Regions from separate parts of the Zea mays genome. Here all the other regions are linked to region 1. A link is a contact called in public Hi-C data. All regions are on one chromosome and are shown on one strand. The core of a region is the stretch at or near the end of the contact, and the rest is flanking DNA. Distances in the headings are between cores, read along the strand shown. Region 1 holds the start of LOC103629301 (Protein NEN4). Region 2 holds the start of LOC103629308. Region 3 holds the start of LOC109940330. Region 4 holds the start of LOC100274605.

Region 1 (2,991 bases), core at 242-2,741:
TTGAGTGGCACAGCAGTCGGAGCGACGCAGGCGGCGCTGTTTTCTTGTCATGTCGGTCAGTGGAGCGGCGAAGTGACTGCGGTCACTTCGGCTCTGTCGACTGGAGAGCGCGCGTCAGGATAAGGTGTCAGGCGATCCTTGCATTAAATGCTCCTGCGATACGGTCGGTTGGCGTGGCGATCTAGCCAAGGTTGCTTCTCTGTGAAGACTGGGCCTCGGGCGAGCCGAAGGTGTGTCCGTTGCTTGAGGGGGCCCTCGGGCGAGACGTGAATTCTCCGGGGTCGGCTGCCTTTGCCCAAGGCTGGGCTCGGGCGAGGCGAGATCGTGTCCCTTGAGTGGACTGAGCCTTGACTTTAATCGCACCCATCAGGCCTTTGCAGCTTTGTGCTGATGGGGTTTACCAGCTGAGATTAGGAGTCTTGGGTGTACCAGCCCTAATTATGGTCCCCGACAAGGTGAGCAGCGAGCAGGGATGGCCGGGTGGGCGCGAACTGCAGACAAGCAAGCAAGCCATGAAGCCGAGCAGACTGCATACGCCGTGAAGGTGCAGACGTGTGCAGACTGCAGTGTGCTATCGTTTGCTTAATTGCTTGATTTGAAGTTTTGATTTGATTTGATTATAGGAATAAGATGGGCAAATTTCTCATCAAGAACCAAAAAAAGATGCTTCTAATTCTAAAACAATTAGGATAAAATTTGAAGCATTTTCAAGGCTTAAAAACTTAGAAGATAAATTTATCTCGCAGCATCAACTCATGAACGGTACGCATTGATTATTGTATTTCTAGAATTCGTGTCAACTTATTTTTTGGCTACAAATTTCTTAAATGTTTAAATTATATTTTGATTCTTGTGTCATATTAAACATCAATTATATTTTTTTATTTAGTTTAAAAAAATTATAGCCTTAGCTTATTAGCCCCCACTTGAATCAATCCTGGATCCGTCACTGGCCATCGGAGATAAGTTATGTCCGACGGCTGCCGTCGGACATAACACTATTTTCGACGCCTTATGTCCGACGGCTAAAAAACGTCGGAGATAATCCAAAGCCGTCGGACATAAGATACGTCCGACGGTTTAGAGCTTATATCCGATAGCTTTGGCCGTCGAAAATTGTTTTATTTACTGTAGTGCTAGCTTGGATCTTCCCACTGCACCAGCACCTACATCTTGTATGTGGCCTCTTAGCTATAGCTTCCTCCCTCTCCCTCCCTACTAATGTACGAGCGAGCAAGGCATGCATGCTTCAGCGTTCTGGACGGCGATCCAGGTCAGGGTAAGTTGGTGCGTGTGTAGAATGGCGACCCATGCACGCACGGAAGCACTAATTGACCTAGAACAAGAAAATGCATGCGAGAGAAGAGAAGCACAGCCGCCAGCTAGCTACGACGCTTTTGCGTTACACATTTAAATTGCAGTGCTTTGCTTTGCATGGAGAGAAGAGTTAGTCCGCCGCCGATCGTACGCATGCACACGCCTTCGTTCCTTCCGATCCCCAACATATGAAGCCATCGATATATTCCGAAGTCCGAACAGCTCCGCAAGGAATAAATATATATACAGATGCTTGCTTGTCGTTCTGCCTATCTACCTGTGTGTTTCCGTCCATTAACGGCAACCATTACATGCACATGATATATAGATCCATCTGCTAGGTGTTCTACTACATGAGCATCGGACGTTGTACGGTAGCTTCTTCTTCCTCGATCTTCTTCTTTTGCTTGCTGCTTGCGTTCATAGTCAAGCACGAGGAGGAAGAAGAGATAAGAGAAAAAAGAAGAGGCAGGAGCAGCTAGTCCCATCGATCCATCCATCCAGTCGTTCCAACCATCATCCATAGATCTATAGCTTCACCGACGAAATGACGACGACGTCGAGAGATGAGATAGTCTTCTTGGACGTGGAGACGACGGCTCCGACGTCGGCGGGACGGTGGTGGCTGCTAGAGTTCGGCGCCATCCTGGTGTGCCCCAGGAAGCTGGTGGAGGTGGGCAGCTACGACACCCTCATCCGCCCGGGCGACCTCTCCGCCGTCTCCAGGCGGTTCACGGACGGCGTCGAGGCCATCGCGTCGGCGCCACCTTTCAAGGACGTGGCCGACAAGATATTCGGCATCCTGGACGGTGTGTATATACGCTAGCTAGATAGTTTCTTGCTTGTCCCCCGCCCCATGCATCGATCGGTGACGATGGATTATAATCATGCAAATTAAATGCAGGCCGCGTATGGGCTGGCCACAACATCCAGCGCTTCGACTGCCCCCGCATCCGCGAGGCCTTCGCCGACATCGGCCGCCCCGCCCCGGAGCCCGCCGGCGTCATCGACTCCCTCAACGTCCTGGCCGCGGAGTTCGGCCGCCGCGCCGGGGACCTCAAGATGGCCACGCTCGCCACCTACTTCGGCATCGGCAAGCAGAAGCACAGGAGCCTCGACGACGCGCGCATGAACCTGGAGGTGCTCAAGCACTGCGCCACCGTCCTGCTGCTCGAGTCCAGCCTGCCACACGTCCTCTGCGGCAGGCACCAGTCTCGCCAAGCCGACGGCGCCGTGGTCACCACCAGGAGGATGGCGGCGCAGCAGACGCCTCCGCCTAAACATGAAGTACACCAACACCGGCCCGGCGTCTTGACCAAGCTGCCGCCGTTTACCCCTGTGCACGACCGAGCAGCTACAGCTACAGCTGCACCTGCACATGCGGCCACCCCCACCCCCACCACTCCATGCGGCAAGAGGAATAGCCTGGGCAAGGTGGTGGCGAGGGCCGTGACGGCGACCACTGCTCCATTGAGTAGCAGTAATAGCACAAGCACAAACAGGCGCCCCGTGACGGCGACCACGCCCTTCCACATGATCCTCAGGCACTCAAGGGCCATCCTCAGATGATCCATCTTTCTTTCTTTCTTCTTTGGATGATCCATGACAATGGGTGAGAAGAAGATTCTTATTTAATTTGCTTCGGCTCAAACATGTCTTTCCCTAGCTCAACTG
Region 2 (2,991 bases), core at 193-2,692, 950 kb before region 1:
TGGGCCTCCTGTTAAAATACACACGAGTGAAACACTACAGATTGAAGAAAGAACATTACAGGAAAAAGATTGTTAGTGTGTAGTCACCTTGACAGAGTAGTCAGAAAGATGCCTTCTCAGCTGTGCAATCTCCTCCCCTTGTTCTTTGACCTTAACAAGGAGATCCTGTGGAAGGAAATAAGCAGCTCAGCAAGAAGAGTGAATCAATCGATCAAAAAGTATGGCAACAGACACACGAAGCAAACAGTTGATACCTGCTTCCAGATGACGACGTTTGAGTTGAGGTCTGAAACAGGCAGTGCGCCTTGTCCGGATAAGTTGAGCCTAGAATCATAGTCTGTTTCTTTGTGGTGCCTGCAAGGAAAGGCTCAATGAAGGTAAGGAAACAGGGTAGTATGATATTAACAGAGGCTGGATTTGGAATGTGCTACTTGGTACCTAGTTGGTGAAAGGGATCGCGAAGACGGGGTAGATAGCTGAGATGGGAAAGCGCTATCGGGAGCGCTCGGTGATTTACGGGGAATTCCATTAGCCTGGTTGGCCTCAAGGTACTTGTGGTTGATGCCGGCATCCCCAGCTCCCCATTCGAAGGCCTCTGCTGCTGTAGCGGTAGTCCTGATGGGAGCAGTGGAGGAGGTGTCTGTGTGGGCACCAAGAGCGCGATCCTGATGGATACGGATCCCATGAGAGGAAGCTTGGTCTGTGGCTTCTGACCTCTGGTTAGGTCGGAGATGAGACGTACAGCACATTAGTTTCTATAGGCAAATGGAATGGCATGATAGAGCAAAAAGGAAATGATGAGTTGTGCTGTGCTGCACTAGTTAAGAGTATATGATTTGTTTGGATCGGGAAGGGGCGTCGAAATCGAATGTGCTTACAATTCTGTGGAGCTCCCGCGTCTTGAGCATCAGCTCGTCCTTCAACCGGCTGTTCTCCTCCAGCTGAAGAGAGATACAGGAGTGATGGGTCGCTTGTTCTAGTTGCAGCCGATTCCCTCAAATTGGCAGAGGCAGAGGCAGGAAGAGATTGGTACTGATACCTGCTGGCGGATGGTGGCCTCCGCGTCCTCCACGGCGCGCATCACCTGGAACAGGTTGTTGTTGCTGCTCTCCAGCGCAGCCGCGGCGGCGGTAGGAGACTCGGATACGGCGACCGCGGCGAGGCGGCGGCCGAGGTCGTCAGGATCGGCCATGGAGGATGCGAGGAAGGATAGGACGCGAAACCCTACGGCACTGCGCTACAGTAGACTCTGGAGGGAGCGGAGAGGGAAGGGGAGGGGAAACGGCTGCCCGGCCACAGCCCACAGGGTCTCTCTCCGCTGGACGGGGAGTGGGACGGACAGGGCAGGAGAGAGACTGAGAGAGACGGAGCAGCGAGGGAGAAGGACGCCGCCACATGACATGAGAGTGAGCCGCCCTTGATGAGTGTGAGGGACCGGACCGGACCGTTTGGATCTGGAGGCATTTTTTTTTTTGGTTGCAATGTTTGATTTAGGAATATTAAATACAATTTGATTAAAAAGCTAATTACATTAATAAATATTAAACGTTAAATCTAATTAGTGTATGATTCTCTAATGCTACAGTAAACAATTACTAATTAGTAGATTAATTGAGTTAAATAAATTTGTCTCGTATTTATTTAATTTGTGATTTTACTTTATGTAATATTTATAATTGGTACTCTAATGTTTAATGTGAAACCAACTAAAGGCGTATTTGGTTTATAGGTACTTTTTTTTAGTTCATTTTAGATCTATTTGGTTTCTTTAGTCACCTAACTAAGTTTAGTCACTAAATTATCTCATTTTGTTTCAGTGACTAAACCTAACTAAAGAATATTAATTGGTGCGAATAATAATTGTATTAACCCTATTAATTAGTGGTTGCTTGTTTTGTACCAAAAAAGATGAGAGGACAAATAAGGTAAAAATCATACTTTAATCCCTTTAGGATGTGTTTAGTTTGAGGTCAAAGTACGACCACGCCACCAAACCACCGCTTCGGTGTTCACCTCGATTTTTACATCGCTCCCTCGATTTTTTGGGACCACGCCACCACCAAAATTTGCTCCGGTGTTCACTAAAAGGATCACGATGCCCAAGAGGGGGTGAATTGGGCTTTTCTAGAATTCTAACAAAAGTTAAACCCTAAGAATGAGCCCAAATTCACCCAAACTACTAGCAACAAGTAAATACTACTAGATAGACAACAACACTAAGTCATTACTACAAATACTAACTAAGCAATTGCACAAAGTAAAATGCTCAAAGTAAATGTGAAATGTAAAGTAAGGGCAAGAAGACTCCTCCAATTTTTTGTCGAGATATCAAAGAGTCGGCACTCTTCTGTCACACCCGGTTTTGGAAGGCAAACCGAATGCGAACCATGTATGTGCCAGGATCAGAAACTCACGTACATAGCGATTACATAATTGGACATCATCACACATTGCTCAAAGTAAATAGTGGAAAGGTACTTTTATTACAATAAGATGTCTAAGACATCCACAGAGTCTAATACATAGCATAGTCATTAATATCATCAAAGTGCGGAAATACGAAACGTAGTAGATAAGGACTATACAGGCAGCTGACTGGGGGTTTGCCACTAAGAAAAACTAGAACTCGTCGTAGTCCTGAAACTCCTCAAAGTCCTCCATGTTGCCAGCATCTCCTCCTGAGCACTGAATACAGTGAGGACAACCTGGGGTGGGGGTGGTTTGTAAAGCAAGTGTGAGTACACATCAACGTACTCAGCAAATGTCCCGTTTGGCTAAAGTGGACTAGCTGTATGTGGGGTTTAGGGTTAAGCAGTTGCTTTTAGTTGGTCAAGTATTTATTACTATTAGTAGAGCCAAGTTTTAGTAATAACCCAATTATTGCCCAAAAGTACCTCCTCTAAGAGGAAATACCAGAGATCAAAATTATAATCATCATTATTAACCATCATCATAAAAATAACCAAAGTCCTTCTAATCAAAGAGGATCCC
Region 3 (2,991 bases), core at 327-2,826, 560 kb before region 1:
CTGTTAATAGTGCTACCACAAGTGATGCTGGACACAGCGAGATCGAAGAACAACCAGTGGCCGTCTAAGTGAAAAACCGAGACCAGCCAAGAACTGGGAAGCAATCTAAGAGAGATTTGGGGTTTCTGGTACATACTGGGGTTTGTCATACATTTCTGAATAACATGTGTCAGAACAGCATGACGACAACATGTCAATAAGTAGCAGATAGTTTCTGTATTTAGAGTAATGCTACTTGTACACAGGAGAATGTCAAGCATTATCTATGGCTGTTCGATCGAGGGTGCTTAAAGGTTGTGAATTGTTGTCTTTTATTTTGTTTGCATTTTGCTGTTCGCTTCATTCCATTCAGGTGTTGTTTTTCTGGGTTTGCCAAGGATGAGAATCAATGGCGGTGTACACAGGTTGTTTCTGTCAGTTCATGCTCTCCCCAGTTTTTTTTTAACTTATTGTTGTCTCAGGTTAAAGGGTGGGATACCATGATTGTAGCTCTGGCTAATCAACTACACCAGCACAGTATTTTGAAGCAAAGGAACAATACCCTGATGAAGGATGATGCGTATTAGCATAATCAGTTACAGAGTACCACTAGATAGAGCAGAATGATACATATAAGCATAATCAGTTACAGAGTACCACTAGATAGAGCAGTGATGCTTGCAGGTCTACCATTTACACAATGCATGAGGTGAGAAACTAGAAGTTACAAAAGACTGACGATCAGCAGCTAGAAGCCTAGAAGGAACATATAGGTCAGTAGCATAACCTGCTCAGCGCCGCTGTGGCTTTAGACCCCAAGGACAAGATCTTCCCAAGATCATTCCTAATATCCATGAGGGTTTGTTCGGTTATTTTCAATCCATATGGATTGGAGGGGATTGATACGGATTGAAAGGGATTTTGACTTACTGGGACTGAAACCCCCTCAATCCATATGGATTGGGTTAGAACCGAAAGCCTGAGGGGGAGCGCCGGTTGCCACGCAGCTCAAGGCGGCCTTTGCTTAGCCCTGGTGGGTGGTGGCACCACGCGCCCAGTGCGCTTGTGCTTGTCTTGGCTGATGGGGGTCTCGGAGTCGATCACAAAGCTGAACCTGCTGAATATGGAGACTGGAGAGGAGGTCCTCCCTGGAGGGCAGGGGAGTTCCCTCTGCCAAGTACAGCTCAATTGCTACAGGATTCCAGGCATAGCTGTGCTGCCCAGCGGTCGTCATAGTCCTCGTGCATTTTCCTCTTCTCATTATTAGTGGGGGGTGTTGCAGTTGTTGCCACAGGAGGATTGGAATGTCCATGTGTTGCGTTGGCACCTGCAGCAGCAGGATGGGGGTTCTTCTTAGACAAGGATCCGTTGTCAGGGCCTGCTTGAGCATCTTGCGGCCAACACCAGCAGCTGAGGGGGGCTTAATGCCACCATCGTCTTGTGAGCCATCACCATCGCCACCGCTCACAGCAGCATGGGAATCGGGATGGTTGTCGATGAAGATGTTGTTCCTGTTCCTTCTATACATGGCCAGGCAACCGAGGGCCGCCGTATCCATCCACTCCCCTGCCTGAGCACGGCGTCTCGGAGAGCACCTCTGAACCAGAGACATGGGATGGGAGGGGGGGGGGGGGGGGGGGGGGGGGGGGGGGGGTGGGACCATCCTCCTCTCGCTGCTTGTGGCTGCCGGTGACCTTCTTTTCTTGGACACCTGTGCCAGTGTAGGGAGGGGAGAGGTACCTGCTCTTCCGCGCTCTCTTGGTGGCGGACAGGACTGCATCGTCGACATCCAGGGCAGGATGGTTTATTAACTGTAGGTATTGTAACTCGAGATGAGAAGTCCATGTATCATGTTCTGCAATAGAGTAAGCTAATAAGGCTGATCAGAGTTCAACTAAGTATGTGATAGAAGTTTTATACAGAGCTGCTTTTGCTTACTTCAGTATCTGCAAGCTTTGTCCAAAGTATGGAGTGTGCCAAGAAAAAAAAACATCAATAGGGGAACATTAGAAAGAAAATATCTGAATATCAAATCTGTGGGAAGAGTTACATTGCCCTGCAGTATATCTTGTCCCGCAAAGAAGAAAAATGCACCCAAAGCCAGAATAGGCAGCAGTATGAGGAGCTGCTTTCAGAAGAGATGAAAGAACTTAAAAATTATGGGCAACTGAATCAACTAGAATCATGGATGGATGAAGAAACACGAAGACTGAATCACATTTTGTGGTTCGTACAAACCAAACTATTAAATGGATAATGTTATCAATGTCAGTTGAGCCATAGAGTAAGCTAAACCAAGGTTTCAGATTTTTAATATGTATGTTCTATGGAATCAAAATGTTCAATTTTTTCACGAGTCTATGATGCAGTGCACAATTAAATACTAGTCTATAGTAGTACATTTTCGCCAAACTAAACAACAATACTTCGTGAAAGTGTAAATTCACAGAAAATTTGAGGTCAGCTTAGAAGCAACTACAACATGGACAGCAAAATTCTACTGTTAAAAAGCACATCATTCTTTTGTCTTAAACAAACTGGCAGTACATAAGCTGGTGATTTCAACTCTATTCTTAAAATAAGCATGCTCTGTAGGAGTGCATTTGGTCATATAGGCCATGGCTTGTATGGATCCAGTAGATAAAAATTGTGTTAGAGTTGTCATCTATGGAGGTATGTGTATGCGGTATCTGTATACCATAGTTTTTAAGGCGCCCGTAAGGCGACGCTTAAGCGTCGCCTAAGCAGTAAGGCGAGGGTGACTCGCCTTGCCTAAGAGCTCTCCTTAGCCCACTTTAGTTCGCCTTAGCGTCACCTAGGCGGTAAGGTGATGGTGGCTCGCCTCATCTCGCCTTACCGCCTTAAAAACTATGTAAGCTGCAGCTAGTTACATGTTTGATAATACATAAAATTATGTTCGAGTAGTCATCTTTGAAGCTATGTATAATCAAAACTTAGCTTCAGCTATTTGTATAATCAAAACTTCAAAGTATGGCAACACAGTAATATGAA
Region 4 (2,991 bases), core at 324-2,823, 520 kb before region 1:
CCCTGCCATCGCCAGTGCTGCCTCCCCCACCCCCGCTCCCCACCGTGGTGGTGCTACTCACCAGGAACACTCTCGAGTGGCCTGCGGGCCGCGACCGCGACGACTTGGCTAACGCCTCCTCGGCGAGGAGAATCAAGGATGGCCACAGGGATGCGTTGTCGGCGTCGTCGGAGGGATTGAAGGAGAGTGTGGGCCGGGTGTTGGGAAGTGAAAGGAAAACTCGAAGGAATTTGGGATTAGGGTTACCTCTCCTCTGCTTGCCGTCCTCTCGGAGGAACTTGAACGCCTAAAAAGGGGCGATGGAGAACTGGTGGAGTCGCCGAGATGACTCGGTTGGATTTGGACTGGGCTTCCGTCGCCGCTCCCGTGAGACGTCCTAGCTTGAGTCAGACACAACGGTGGTTGAGGATGCGACGAGCTGTGGCGGAGAAGCAGTGGCCGGCTACACGGACAGGAAGAGGCCGAGGTGGGGGCGGCGGTCATGGATCCCGGTCATCGCATATGTGGACGCGACGCGGGAGGAGCAAAGCGGCGAGCATCGCGGCGCGGGGTGAGCAGGGCGACTCTTGCGCGTGGGGAGTTTGGAAGCGCGGCGGGGTTTGCGGGCGGGCAGAGGCGGTGGCGGGGGCGGTCTACAATACTAACTTAATAGTTAGTAGAGATTTGTATCTCTAAATATGTTTATACTATGATGAAAATGCAATAAATCTTATTAAGATTTGTATCTCTAAATATGTTTATGCTATGATGAAAATGTATGATGTGATTAATTTGTTTGGTATCATAAATATATATGGCCAGACTACTTCAAGACTGATTAGATGTGCACTTATTTTGGGACGGGGAGTAATTCATATTAACATGGTAATAACTGAAATGCAGAAATAGAAGAGCACCACAGTTGAATCTAATTTCCAATTTCAAAAGCTATCATATCCCAGTTGTTCACAATAGCAAGCAAAAGCTCCTTCACACCCTAGTTCATCCTCTAAACTCTCTAAACTAGAGGATTCCCATCCATCGACTGGCTGGCCACTCAAGGAACAGAACAGAAAACGATAGAAAGAGAAGAAAATAATAACCCACAAAACCAGAACACCACGTATTATTCTCATCACCAAATTTTGATATCAGAGTAACAGAAAACGAGTTTATGACCCAACAAGCATCGCATCTACGAGGATGCGAACAGGTTACAAGCTAAAGGCATGGATCGATAATCGTACAGAGGTGGCGCCGCTCGCCGCTGCGGCCTACTTCTTGCCACCTGCCTTATTCTTGTTGTCCGTGGAGGTCCCGGTGCCGCCGGCCGCTGCCTGCTGCGCCTTCTTCGCCGCCTTCTCCTCCAGCGCTTTCTTGTCCCTGGCAACAAAGGTCCAGAAATCGGATTGGGACAGGGTCAGCGCCAAGCAACGGAGATCTGGTCATGTCGGAGAACGATCGAAGAATAAAACAGATTCAACTAAGCGCACCTCTCACGGCGCTGCTCCGGGGTGAGCCCGTCCTGGGGCCCCTTGCCGTTGGGCTTCCGCGCCGCCGCGCGCTCACGATCGCGGTCACGCTGGTTGCCGCGTGCGCGCGAGTTAAGGAAAGAGGAACAGGGCAATAACAGAATCGAAACAACGAAACAGATCGAGATCGTATACAAGCAAAGGATGGATTAGAGGAAGAGCCCCCAACGCGCAGATCTAAACAGGGTTTGGGAAGGATATGAGTCATGTCGCCTGTCACACTCACGCTGACGCTGGTTACCGGTCGCGCCGCCGCCCTCGGCCGGAGACAACTCGGCGACGACACCTGAAGTCACGCGGAGAATATGTCCACCTACGAGACACAGGACCTCTAATGCTGCGGCACGGCAGGTAATGTACCGAGGCCCGAAAGTCCGGCCCCGGTCCGGTCTGCTTTATACATTCTTGGGCCCGCCGGTTACAACTAATAAACGGATCATACAACTAAACTTATTAAGCTGGTCCGGTCTGATCCGGCCTGCTTAATATTTGGCTTGTCAGGCCCGCTTTTTACTTATCCGTGCATATCGACGTTGTTTTAGCTTGCTTTTTCGTATTTATTGAGTCGGCCCGGCTCCCTGTAGAGCGAAACAAGCACACGGGCTTAGAAGGCCTGGCCCAGTTTCTTAACTGTGTCTGACACACTAGATCTAAATCGGACCGGGCTTCACTTGATCCGTGTCGGGCCGAGTCGGGCGACCCATTTGTACATGTTTGGCAGGGTAGTACGACACACATGATTTATGTAGCGTGTCGTTTCTTGCGGCATGGTGGTGGGTTGTTTCGACTTGGCCAATACGTGAGAAACCCGGTCACATGTGATCCGACTTGTAGTTTTGTTTGGTTAGTTATGTCAATGGTTACCATGTAAACACACATTAGGTACAAGCGTGTAAATAAGGTCTTGTGTGTTTCAGATTATAATCTCTCCAGATTATATAATCCAGCGCAAATAATCTAATAGTTAAACAAACACATAGATTATGAGTTCAGATTATATAATCTAAACTCCAGATTATGATAATCTCATAATCTCTTCAAGACTAGCTTATTTGAGATTATTTTGCCAAAAGACCCACTACCCATGGTAATGTAAATAGAAATTACAATACATGTCATCCTTCTTTTCTCACCTCAAATAAACAATAAGGGTATTGTTGTCTTTGTGAATAATCTACATTTGTATAATCTAAACTACCAAACAACTACATATAGATTATAATATATCTAGATTATAATCTGGATTATATAATTTAGATTATAATCCAGATTATATAATCTATAAGCTGAAACAAACAGGCCCTACGTCTTTTAGTCTGTTAGATCTAGATTCAACCATATATCATATTTAGCACTTAAACCCTTCCACCATCACCTTGTGTAGCTTTATAAAAAAACCCTGACAAACCACCATTGCATCTTGGATCTATATCTAACGGACTAAGCACTAGTAGAAAAAGGTTCAAAGCCTGTTGTTGGG

Evidence for each region. Hi-C and Micro-C count contacts between places; a contact is called where the count stands out from the background.
Region 2: a Hi-C map of ear shows a contact between it and region 1, with 5 times the contacts expected there. The contact joins the promoter of LOC103629308 here to the promoter of LOC103629301 in region 1. A contact is called at or near these places in 3 of 25 Hi-C or Micro-C datasets (ear, leaf and tassel).
Region 3: a contact with region 1 is called in a Hi-C map of leaf, with 7 times the contacts expected there. The contact joins the promoter of LOC109940330 here to the promoter of LOC103629301 in region 1. A contact is called at or near these places in 7 of 25 Hi-C or Micro-C datasets (bundle sheath, ear, leaf and 1 more).
Region 4: a contact with region 1 is called in a Hi-C map of endosperm, with 5 times the contacts expected there. The contact joins the promoter of LOC100274605 here to the promoter of LOC103629301 in region 1. A contact is called at or near these places in 6 of 25 Hi-C or Micro-C datasets (ear, endosperm, leaf and 2 more).

What each region holds. Positions count from the first base shown.
Region 1 is chr6:52,605,175-52,608,165 of Zm-B73-REFERENCE-NAM-5.0, reverse strand. It overlaps LOC103629301 (Protein NEN4), which reads left to right and starts at 1,491. Exons shown (of 2, transcript XM_008650465.4): 1 at 1,491-2,126; 2 at 2,222-2,991. The coding sequence starts at 1,865. The coding sequence ends at 2,886.
Region 2 is chr6:53,558,853-53,561,843 of Zm-B73-REFERENCE-NAM-5.0, reverse strand. It overlaps LOC103629308, which reads right to left and starts at 1,442. Exons shown (of 21, transcript XM_008650468.3): 1 at 1,040-1,442; 2 at 879-941; 3 at 439-716; 4 at 255-354; 5 at 88-165; 6 at 1-8. The coding sequence starts at 1,192.
Region 3 is chr6:53,161,383-53,164,373 of Zm-B73-REFERENCE-NAM-5.0, reverse strand. It overlaps LOC109940330, which reads right to left and starts at 1,576. Exons shown (of 1, transcript XM_020539810.3): 1 at 535-1,576. The coding sequence starts at 1,537. The coding sequence ends at 1,004. LOC100282993 (peroxin Pex14) reads left to right here. Exons shown (of 11, transcript NM_001412255.1): 11 at 1-414. The coding sequence ends at 68.
Region 4 is chr6:53,122,358-53,125,348 of Zm-B73-REFERENCE-NAM-5.0, reverse strand. It overlaps LOC100274605, which reads right to left and starts at 1,573. Exons shown (of 2, transcript NM_001351629.2): 1 at 1,473-1,573; 2 at 905-1,362. The coding sequence starts at 1,115. The coding sequence ends at 921.